Regions from separate parts of the Sus scrofa genome. Here region 2 is linked to region 1. The links are chromatin contacts, called in public Hi-C maps. All regions are on one chromosome and are shown on one strand. The core of a region is the stretch at or near the end of the contact, and the rest is flanking DNA. Distances in the headings are between cores, read along the strand shown.

Evidence for each region. A called contact is a pair of places that touch in the nucleus more often than the background predicts.
Region 2: a contact with region 1 is called in a Hi-C map of retroperitoneal adipose tissue, with 5 times the contacts expected there. The contact joins the promoter of GALNT15 here to the enhancer-like site in region 1. A contact is called at or near these places in 1 of 5 promoter capture datasets (liver), 27 of 47 Hi-C or Micro-C datasets (alveolar macrophages, brain, embryonic fibroblasts and 15 more) and 1 of 2 datasets of contacts at active chromatin or transcription factors (skeletal muscle).

Annotation. Positions count from the first base shown.
Region 1 is chr13:3,251,518-3,255,671 of Sscrofa11.1, reverse strand. LOC110256513 (a long non-coding RNA gene) reads left to right here. Exons shown (of 3, transcript XR_002338105.1): 3 at 884-1,203. Among named protein-coding and RNA genes, the nearest start is that of GALNT15, 76 kb to the left of the region's middle. Within about 2 kb of position 1,506, at least 4 of the 83 cell types and tissues checked have an H3K27ac peak or open chromatin away from gene starts, as enhancers often do. A contact at or near this core is called in retroperitoneal adipose tissue and subcutaneous adipose tissue, where this site is marked.
Region 2 is chr13:3,327,131-3,331,348 of Sscrofa11.1, reverse strand. It overlaps GALNT15 (polypeptide N-acetylgalactosaminyltransferase 15), which reads right to left and starts at 1,260. Exons shown (of 10, transcript NM_001206447.1): 1 at 201-1,260. The coding sequence starts at 727.

The sequences.
Region 1 (4,154 bases), core at 257-2,756:
CCACTGTCTCTTTTCTACTCTTTGGGGTGGTAGGGATGCTCTCGAAGGCATTGTGCCCAGCCCTGCTGAACATCATAAATGGCCATCACACTATTTGGTGTCCCTAATCCACAGCTGACCTGGCCTCATCTACACATGAATTCATCTGTATGTGAAATCCTTGCCACACTGCTTCTAGAGAAGCAAGCCAGCATGTACTTAATTTTTGTGTGATTTTGGCTAAGAGTCCCAATTCCAGTCTCAAGGACAGCACACCCCAGGTCCCCCATAAGTACATTTGTCAGATCCCATGTTCTTACTTTGGTTCAGAAAACATGGCTAAGTATAGAGGGTGGGGTCTGAGGGTGCCTGGGAGGAAGAGGATAGTGATGGGGGGGTCTCAGGGTCAAGGTTCCTTGACTGTCCCCCAGGCTGCTTCCTCACTCCACCCTCCTGCCTCCATGTTTCCCAGTTAAAGCAGCAACAGGAAATTCAGGACCCATCAAGAAAATCTACTGGAAGTCTTGGGAACTAGATAAGGAAGGAGGTGAGGAAGTGAGGAAGGAGTCTGGGGGAAGGGCGGAAGGGTTACAAACTCCCTTACAAATAGTGAAGGTGGGAAAAATCCTGAGAGTCCCTCAGAGCTGGGTCTTGAACCACCACTTGAGCGGTGGACATCATTTTCTATACAAAGTCCTTTCTTGGGAATTCCTGGCCAGATATTAATTTCCTCCCTCCAGAGTGGAGCTCCAGTAACCAGTCTTGGGCCAAAGCAGCTTCAATATGTGTTTAATATTGTTCAGGCAATCAAAGAATGTGGGGATCTGTAACAAATCTAAAACAGCTTCAAATAGAGGGCAAGTGTAAACAAAGAGCTTTGCGGTCGCCATGTTTTTTCCCATAGGCTGTCCTTCCAGACCATCGCAGAGTTGAAAGAAGTCATCCTATTTTTAAAGACCTCCAAAGGAGATTCCACTGTCTTCCTTCACATCCTGTCCTCTCAAGGCTGTCAAGTTCTCTCTGAGCGCTAACTAAATTTAAGTGCAGAAGCTATGGCCACCCAGCCGTGGGAGCCAGAGGAAACGTCCACCAGCTCCGGCATAATCTTCTTCAAGTGGAGTTCCTGCCTTGGCACAGTGGGTTGAGAACACATTGTTGTCTCTGCTGAGGCACGGGTTTGATCCCTGGCCCAGGAACTTCCATAGGCCAAGGGTGAGGCCAAAAAATAAATAAATGAAAGATGGTCAGTAAATCCTTGGAGCCCTGATAATCCTTATTTCCACAACCTCCTTTGGGGCTGGGGAAATCTGTTCTTCTAGAACATCAGTGTTGACTTTCCCCCTCACTGAAGAGGTCCTTTTGGCCCCCCAGAAAGGAGGGAAGATAGCTCCAGTGGCACTGAAGGCCTAGCTCAGTTTAAGTTAGTTTGTTTGTTTGTTTTGTTCGTTGGCTGTAGGACGTTTCCTAGCCAGGGATCGAATCCTCACCACAGAAGTAACCAGAGCCACAGCAGTGATAACACCAGCTCTTTAGCCCACTGAGCCACCAGGGAGCTCTCCAGCTCTATTTAGAGGGTGAGTGGGATATGGGTGACCACACTGGCCTCCACTCACACTCCTGGCCCTGCCAGGGGCTGTCAGCTTCTCCCTAGCACCCTGTGCTCCAAGGGAAGGGACCAACTCCTCCCCCTCCCCTGCACCCCAAGAGTGTCTTGGCTTTCAAGGAATAGAAGCCAAACATATCAGGGGAGCATGGCCACACCCAAGAGGAAAAAGCAGCTCAAAAGCTGGGTCACAGGGTACAGGGCTGCTGGACGTTGGATGCATCCGGCCTTGATGTTTCTGAGGAAGAAAGGGAGGAAGGAAACCAGGGCCTGCTGGCTTTCTGAAGCCTGCTTGGCCTCTGAGATTGTTCTCACATGCTTCAGATTGCCCAGACTGAGGCTCAAAACTGGCTTGAGACTCTTTTCCAGATTGCATCCTGACCCCAATATTAGGGCTGCACAGACGAGATGATCAGCAGGGAGGGTTGCCACATCCTATGCTTCTGGGAGGGTGGGGGTCCTTGAAGAACAGAGAGGTGTGGGGGCGGACTGCCTGTGTTGGGAGAGCATCCTGTATACATGCACTTTAGGAGCTCCTGGATGCCTCAAGGCCTGGAGCAGGGGGTCCTCCAGAACAAGATGTGTATAGGACATGCTCACTTGTGAGTGGGAAGAGCACTGGCCTTGAAGTGAAAGGTCTGGTTCCTCCCCAATCTCTGGGAGCCACTGGGGGCTCAGGTTTTTGGGGTTCCATCAGTGGTTTCCACCAAGGCTTCCTAGTTTGTGCCAAAAAATTTTCCAGACCTCCAAGTGACACACCTTCCATGGTAAATTAGGTTCTAAAGGTAAAATATAAGGGGAAACTCTTGCCCATGTAAATATTCCCCTTTTGAATCCCTTAGGTTACTCACAAACACAAAGATGCACTTATTTTGAGAGGCATTTGTAAGATCAGAGACCCACCAAGGGGGTGAGGTCACATCCACCAATCCCTGTTCAAGCCCAGGCATTCATCCCCTCATTGGGAGGAAAGGTGACCAATAGCCAGCATTGTCAAATGGCTATAGCTTTTGTTTTGTTCTGCTGTTTGTGCGTTTGTTTGCTAAACCCATGTTGTCAATTTTGCATAGGTTCAGCATGCACTTAATGCAACCCTATTCTAAATGTATTTTTAAATATTTGTTGATTCTAAAAATACATTTTGGAGTTCCCTGGTGGCCTAGAGATTAAGGATCTGGTGATGTCGCTGCTCAGGCCTGGGTCACTGCTATGGTGTGGGTTCTATCCTTGGCCTGGGAACTCCTCATGACAAAGGTGCAGCCAAAAAATAAATAAATAAATAAAATTTTAAAAATACATTTAGGTAAATGTGACTAGGAACTCAGGAAAGTTTTTACATGATCTTGTGTTTTATTTGTTGCAGTAACATCTATGCACATCGGCAAAAAAAATTTAAAAGATGTAGAGGTGTGGTGAGGTACGTGAATTACCCAGGTGTAGATGATGCTAGATGCAGGTGGACTAGCAAGTCCCTGGCAATGTGACTGAGATGGTCAAATGGGAGCCAGGTTAATCACATGGTCTAGACAACCCTCAGCTTGAAATCTCCATGTGTCTATGCTCTCTAAGCAAGTCTGTGTTGATTGACCCAAAAGAATACCTTGGCTCTCAACCCACATTACAAAAATTAATTTTGAACAAGAGTGGTTGGAATTACCTTCTTAGCTCCTTGATTCTAATCTTGCTGCCATGTCATTTTTAGGGTGATCATGCGCATTATCGCCTGTGGATCTCAGAATATCCCTGGGAGGTAGGCAAATGGGTACACCTCCCATTTTTCAGATTTAGGAACTAAGGCTCCAAACCCCAAGGGTCTGGTTTGAGATCCAGTAAGCTACACAGATGTTAGAGTGGAACCAGAATCTAAGTTTTCTGACTTGAGGACTAACCAGTTAAAAATAAAATGAAGCACAAACTTTATCACTGTGCTTACCAGGGATGGTTTTTTTGTTCTTGTCTAAAATAGATGAATGACCTATGTGCCCACAGAACTTTCCTTCTAGCCCTAGAATTGTTCTTTAAATTCTCAGCCTGATTCTTCTGGATGGTGTGTTCCTGGACCCTGTTCGTCTGCCCCCCTCTGGTGGCCATTACACAAATAACAGGTCATACAGCGTCTCCTAGGGCAGTGCTTGCTTTCTCTTTCATCAACCATGCATTCATACCAACCGCACTTAGGACGTGCCAAGATCTTTACTAGGTACTGGCACACATAAATGAACAAAAGAGAGCATTGCCTCATAGTGGTAGGCAAACTAGGGAATAGGTGATTACAAAATAGTGGGGCAAGTGTCATGGAGAAATATGCAGAAAATGCTGGGCCTATAAAAGAGACCTGGGCGGGCTTTGTGGGGGAAAGAGCAGAGAGGAAAGGGAAGGTGGTATCTGAGCCAAGTTCCAAAGGCCGAGCCAGAGTACCAGATGGGAGGAGGCTTTGGGAATTCAGGGAGCTGCCAGAATCTAGTTCAAGATGGTGGAATTCCGAGCTCAGGTTACAAGGAAAGGGAGCAAGAGGTAAGTCTGAGACACTGGCTGGGGCCAGATATGAAAAGCTTTTCATGTCACACTAGAA
Region 2 (4,218 bases), core at 11-2,510, 76 kb before region 1:
ACAGATCGCTGGACCCCACCCAGGATTTCTGCCTCAGCATCTCTAACAAGTCCCCAAGCGATGCCGCGGCTGCTGGTCCAGGGACCACACCTGGGGAAGCGCTGCCCTGAGACAATGGAGTCAGAGTTCTGCAAGGCTTCAGCCGGACTTTGCCGGCTGCTCTCCAGCACCGAAAAAGAGGAAGCAAGGGCCTTACTTACAGCGGATGCCGTACCTCAGGCAGCGCCCTCTGCAGGGGGATGCGGGCACTGAGCGCCTCCTCCAGGCCTCGTAGGGTCAGCTCCTCTTCAGATGCCTCCCCATCCTCCTCCTCAGCCCCCCAGTCCCTCTCCCGGACCTCCTCGTCCTGCCTCCTGCTCGGCTGCTTGATGAGCCTGTAGCTGCCACCTCTCCTGCCCTGGCTCTGGTTCCTTCTGGCCCTGTGCGAGGCCACGGCCACCAAGAGCTGATCCTCCCTCAGGGAGATAAAGGGTGGCAGGCCCTCCAGGGGGCCGTACTCTTGGTCCTCATCCTCGGACTCCAGCACCCACTCCTGAGATTCCCCAAAGTTCAGGCGGTACCCGGCTTCGGGGCTGCGTTCGGCGACCTGGGCCGTGACAACCGGGGGCCGGGCGTGCGGGGGAGGGTGCAGCACCTCCAGCATCAGCAGCGTGCATCCCAGCATCAGGAGGAGCAGCAGGAACTGCAGTCTGCAGGGTCCGTGCCTGCCTCGCTTCCTTACGAACATGTTGCTGGAACTTGCCAAATGCAACAAGTCATGTTCAAGTTCACTTTCGCCTCCTGCTCCAGGTTCCTTCAAGCTGGCAGCAGAACCTGGCTTCCTGGGTCTACCTGGAAGTTTGTTTGTTTGTTTTTGCCAGTCACTTAATCTGCTCCTTCTCCCGTCCCGACTGACATCTGCCGGCAGCGTAAGACCGGCTTCCACTTACAACCAGAAAGCCGAGAAAGCCGCGGACTCAATCCCACCACAAATGCTCTCTGAGCAAATGTCAATTGCCTTCCGAAAGACCATTCACAGGGACTTCAAATTGAACTGTTTGCCCCCCTTTGATGCCCCTTTCCTTTTGGGGGGAAAAATAATGATTTCATTTTGCTCAGGGGTCTAGTCCCACGTGTTTCGTTTTCCCCCTTGTATGCGTGGTCAGGTGGCTATAAGATGTATGAGGGGAGCTGATGGGTCCTCAGTCCCGCAGAGCTGACAGCTGTCCTCCTTTGGACCCTTCAAGTCAGGTCGGTTCAACAGATGTGGAGCCGGCAAGTAGCGCCTGATTTCCTTTCACACAGAGCTCCTCATACAGCCGGCTGCGAGGCTCTGCCAGACGCGGGCGGGCGTGCGCTCGCCTCGCTCCCGGTCCTAATGCCCTCCCTGTTCCTAGGCTTTGCGCAACCCCAGGAAGGCGACTACGGGGAAAACAAACGCCGTCACTGCTAGGACCAAACCCAACAGGAGCATCCGAGGAGTTCTGATTTGAATCTATTCCACAGCGAGGCTTCTTTCCCCACCCAAAAGGGCAGGAAAGAGTATCCCCTCCTGATTTCAGAAAGGCAGTACGGGTAGTGGAAATTCAGGTAGCTGGTTGGCTCTTTGCATGCTCAGCCTCCCAAGCTGCTGGCTGGGGTTCCCCTTTCTTCCCTCCCCACCCCCCACCCCGGTCCTCACCCTTCTGAAAAGGAGGGGTGCTTGGGGAAACGCTCTTGCAACAAGCCCCTCCTACCCACAGGAGCATCCGAATGCCAGCTCTGTACCGGCCTCTGAGCCAATGGGGGGAGGGGCGGGGGACGACAGAAGAGGAGGGGCCCTCTCCTTCGACTGTAAACTTCCTTCATTCAACCGAGAAATATTAATGCGCGGCCGCTATGTGTTAAATCTATCCTGGGCAGGGGGAGTTCCCGGCGTGGCGTAGGGAAACAAATCTGACTAGGAACCACGAGGTTACGGGTTCGATCCCTGGCCTCGCGGGTGGGTTGAGGATCTGGAGTTGCCGTGAGCTGTGGTGTGGGTCAAAGACGCAGCTCAGCTGGGATCCTGTGTTGCTGTGCCTGTGGTGTAGGCCATCGGCTACAGCTCCGATTGGACCCCTAGCCTGGGAACTTCCACATGCCATAGATGTGGTCCTAAAAAGCAAAAAGAAAGAAAAGAAAGAAATTATAAAAATAAATAAATAAAATATACAGTGGGGACAGATGGTGATAAAAGCTAAGGAGGAAAATAAAGCAGGGAAGGAAGCTGGGGAGCTTGGGTTAGGGGTTGACAGTTGACACTGTGAGCAAGTGTTCCCAGAAGCATTTGTGTAAGGAAGACAAGCAGTACAGTATGGAGAGAACTGGGGACAGAGAGGACAGCAAGTACAAATGTCCTGAGGTGAGATTTTTGCCTGGCCTTTTGCGGGCCTGCAGAGGGCCAGTGTGGCTGGAACAGAGTGGGAACAGTAGGAGTGAAACAAGAACAGTAAGAGGGGGGAGTGACGGGGGACCTTGCAGGGCATTTTAGGGATTCTGGCTTTTCCTCTGAGTCAGGTGGAAGCCCTTGGAGTGTTGTAAGCACACAACAGACACAATCGACTTGGATTTTAACTGGATCACTCTGGCTTCTGTGTTGAGATTAGACCGTGGGGGAGAACAGGGCAGAAGCAGGGAGGCCCATGGGGCGGGTGAGACATGGTAAGGACATCATGGGAGGTGGGCAGGAGCACTCAGCCTCTGATGGATTTTAAGGAAGAACCTATAGGATTTGTTAGGAATTGACACCCAGAGTGAGAGAGAGATGAGTCAAGGAAGATTACAAGGTTGTGGTCTAAGCAGTAGGAAGAGCTGAGCTGCCAGCAACGAAGATGGGGAAAGCAGGGAGCAGGGGCAAAACAGAAGCTCAGTCGGGGCATGCCCTGTTGGAGATGGCGTTTGGGCAGCCAAGGGGAAGGGAAGGGTGGGCAGCTGGACATACGGATACATGGGGGTATATGATAGCTGGGGGTCAGGGGTAGGTCTGGCCTGAAGATGTAAAGTCGGATGCAGTGGCACATAGATAGTGTTTGAAGATCCCAGAGGGAGTGATGTGGACAGGAGAAGGGAAGGGAGCCAGCTTGCTCAGAGTCCTCTGGCGCCTAGTGGATCAGGTTGATGAAGGGGGGTGGCGAGCTTCACCGTGAGACATGACTCTTCTGATGGCTGTAGTGCAGCCAGGCCATCAGGAAGCTGTGGGGTGGGGAGGGCTGCCACTGCACTTGAAATCAATTGATGTTGTTTCTGATTTGATGTTGATTTTATTTATTTCTTTTTTCAATTTAGCAAGACTTTTTTAATGATTTTTATTTTTTCTGTTATAGTTGGTTTACAGTATTCTGTCAATTTTTTGCTGTACAGCAAAGTGACCCAGTCACACATACATTTATACATTCTTTTTCTCACATTATCCTCCATCACGCTCCATCATAAGTGACTAGATGTAGTTCCCAGTGCTATACAGAAGAATTTCATTGCTTATCCATTCCAAAGGCAATAGTTCACATTGATGTTGATTTTAGATTGTGAGCCTAAACATCTGGAAAATAACAAAAACAGTTTTTCCTTTGGACTCAGTTGTTGCTTCCAGAGTGTGTGTTCGTGTGTGTGTGTGTGTGTGTGTGTCTGCACTTGTCCTTGTGTGCATTCACAACTGTTTTCCTTGAAGCCACTTAGATTCAGAGGTGAAAAAGTGCATCCTAAGAGACCATTCTCCACAGCCCAGCCCAGTGCCGAACAGACAGCACAAAGGAACTGCCGGATTGGACCGCATTTTCCAAATCTTACCTCAGAGTGTCCTGGGGGTGGGGGTTGGGTGACTTCTAGATTCAAGAGACAGGCATTCCAGGAGATGCAGTTTAGAATGTAGGGGCATCTGGAATTCCCATCGTGGCTCAGTGGTAATGAACCTGGCTAGTATCCATGAGGACACAGGTTCAATCCCTGGCCTCACTCAGAGGGTTAAGGATCTGGCATTGCTTTCAGCTGTGGTGTAAGTCACAGACATGGCTTGGATCCTGCATTGCTGTGGCCGTGGTGTAGGCCAGCAGCTGCAGCCTGGTTCAACCCTCAGCCTGGGTATTTCCATATGTCATTGTTTCAGCCCTAAAAAAACAACAATAAAAAAAAGAAGGTAGGGGCATCTGGAGGTTAATGACACTGATGGGGTAGAAATTCTTATTCCAGGAGACTTTCAGAGAACTAAGGGGGCACCTTCTT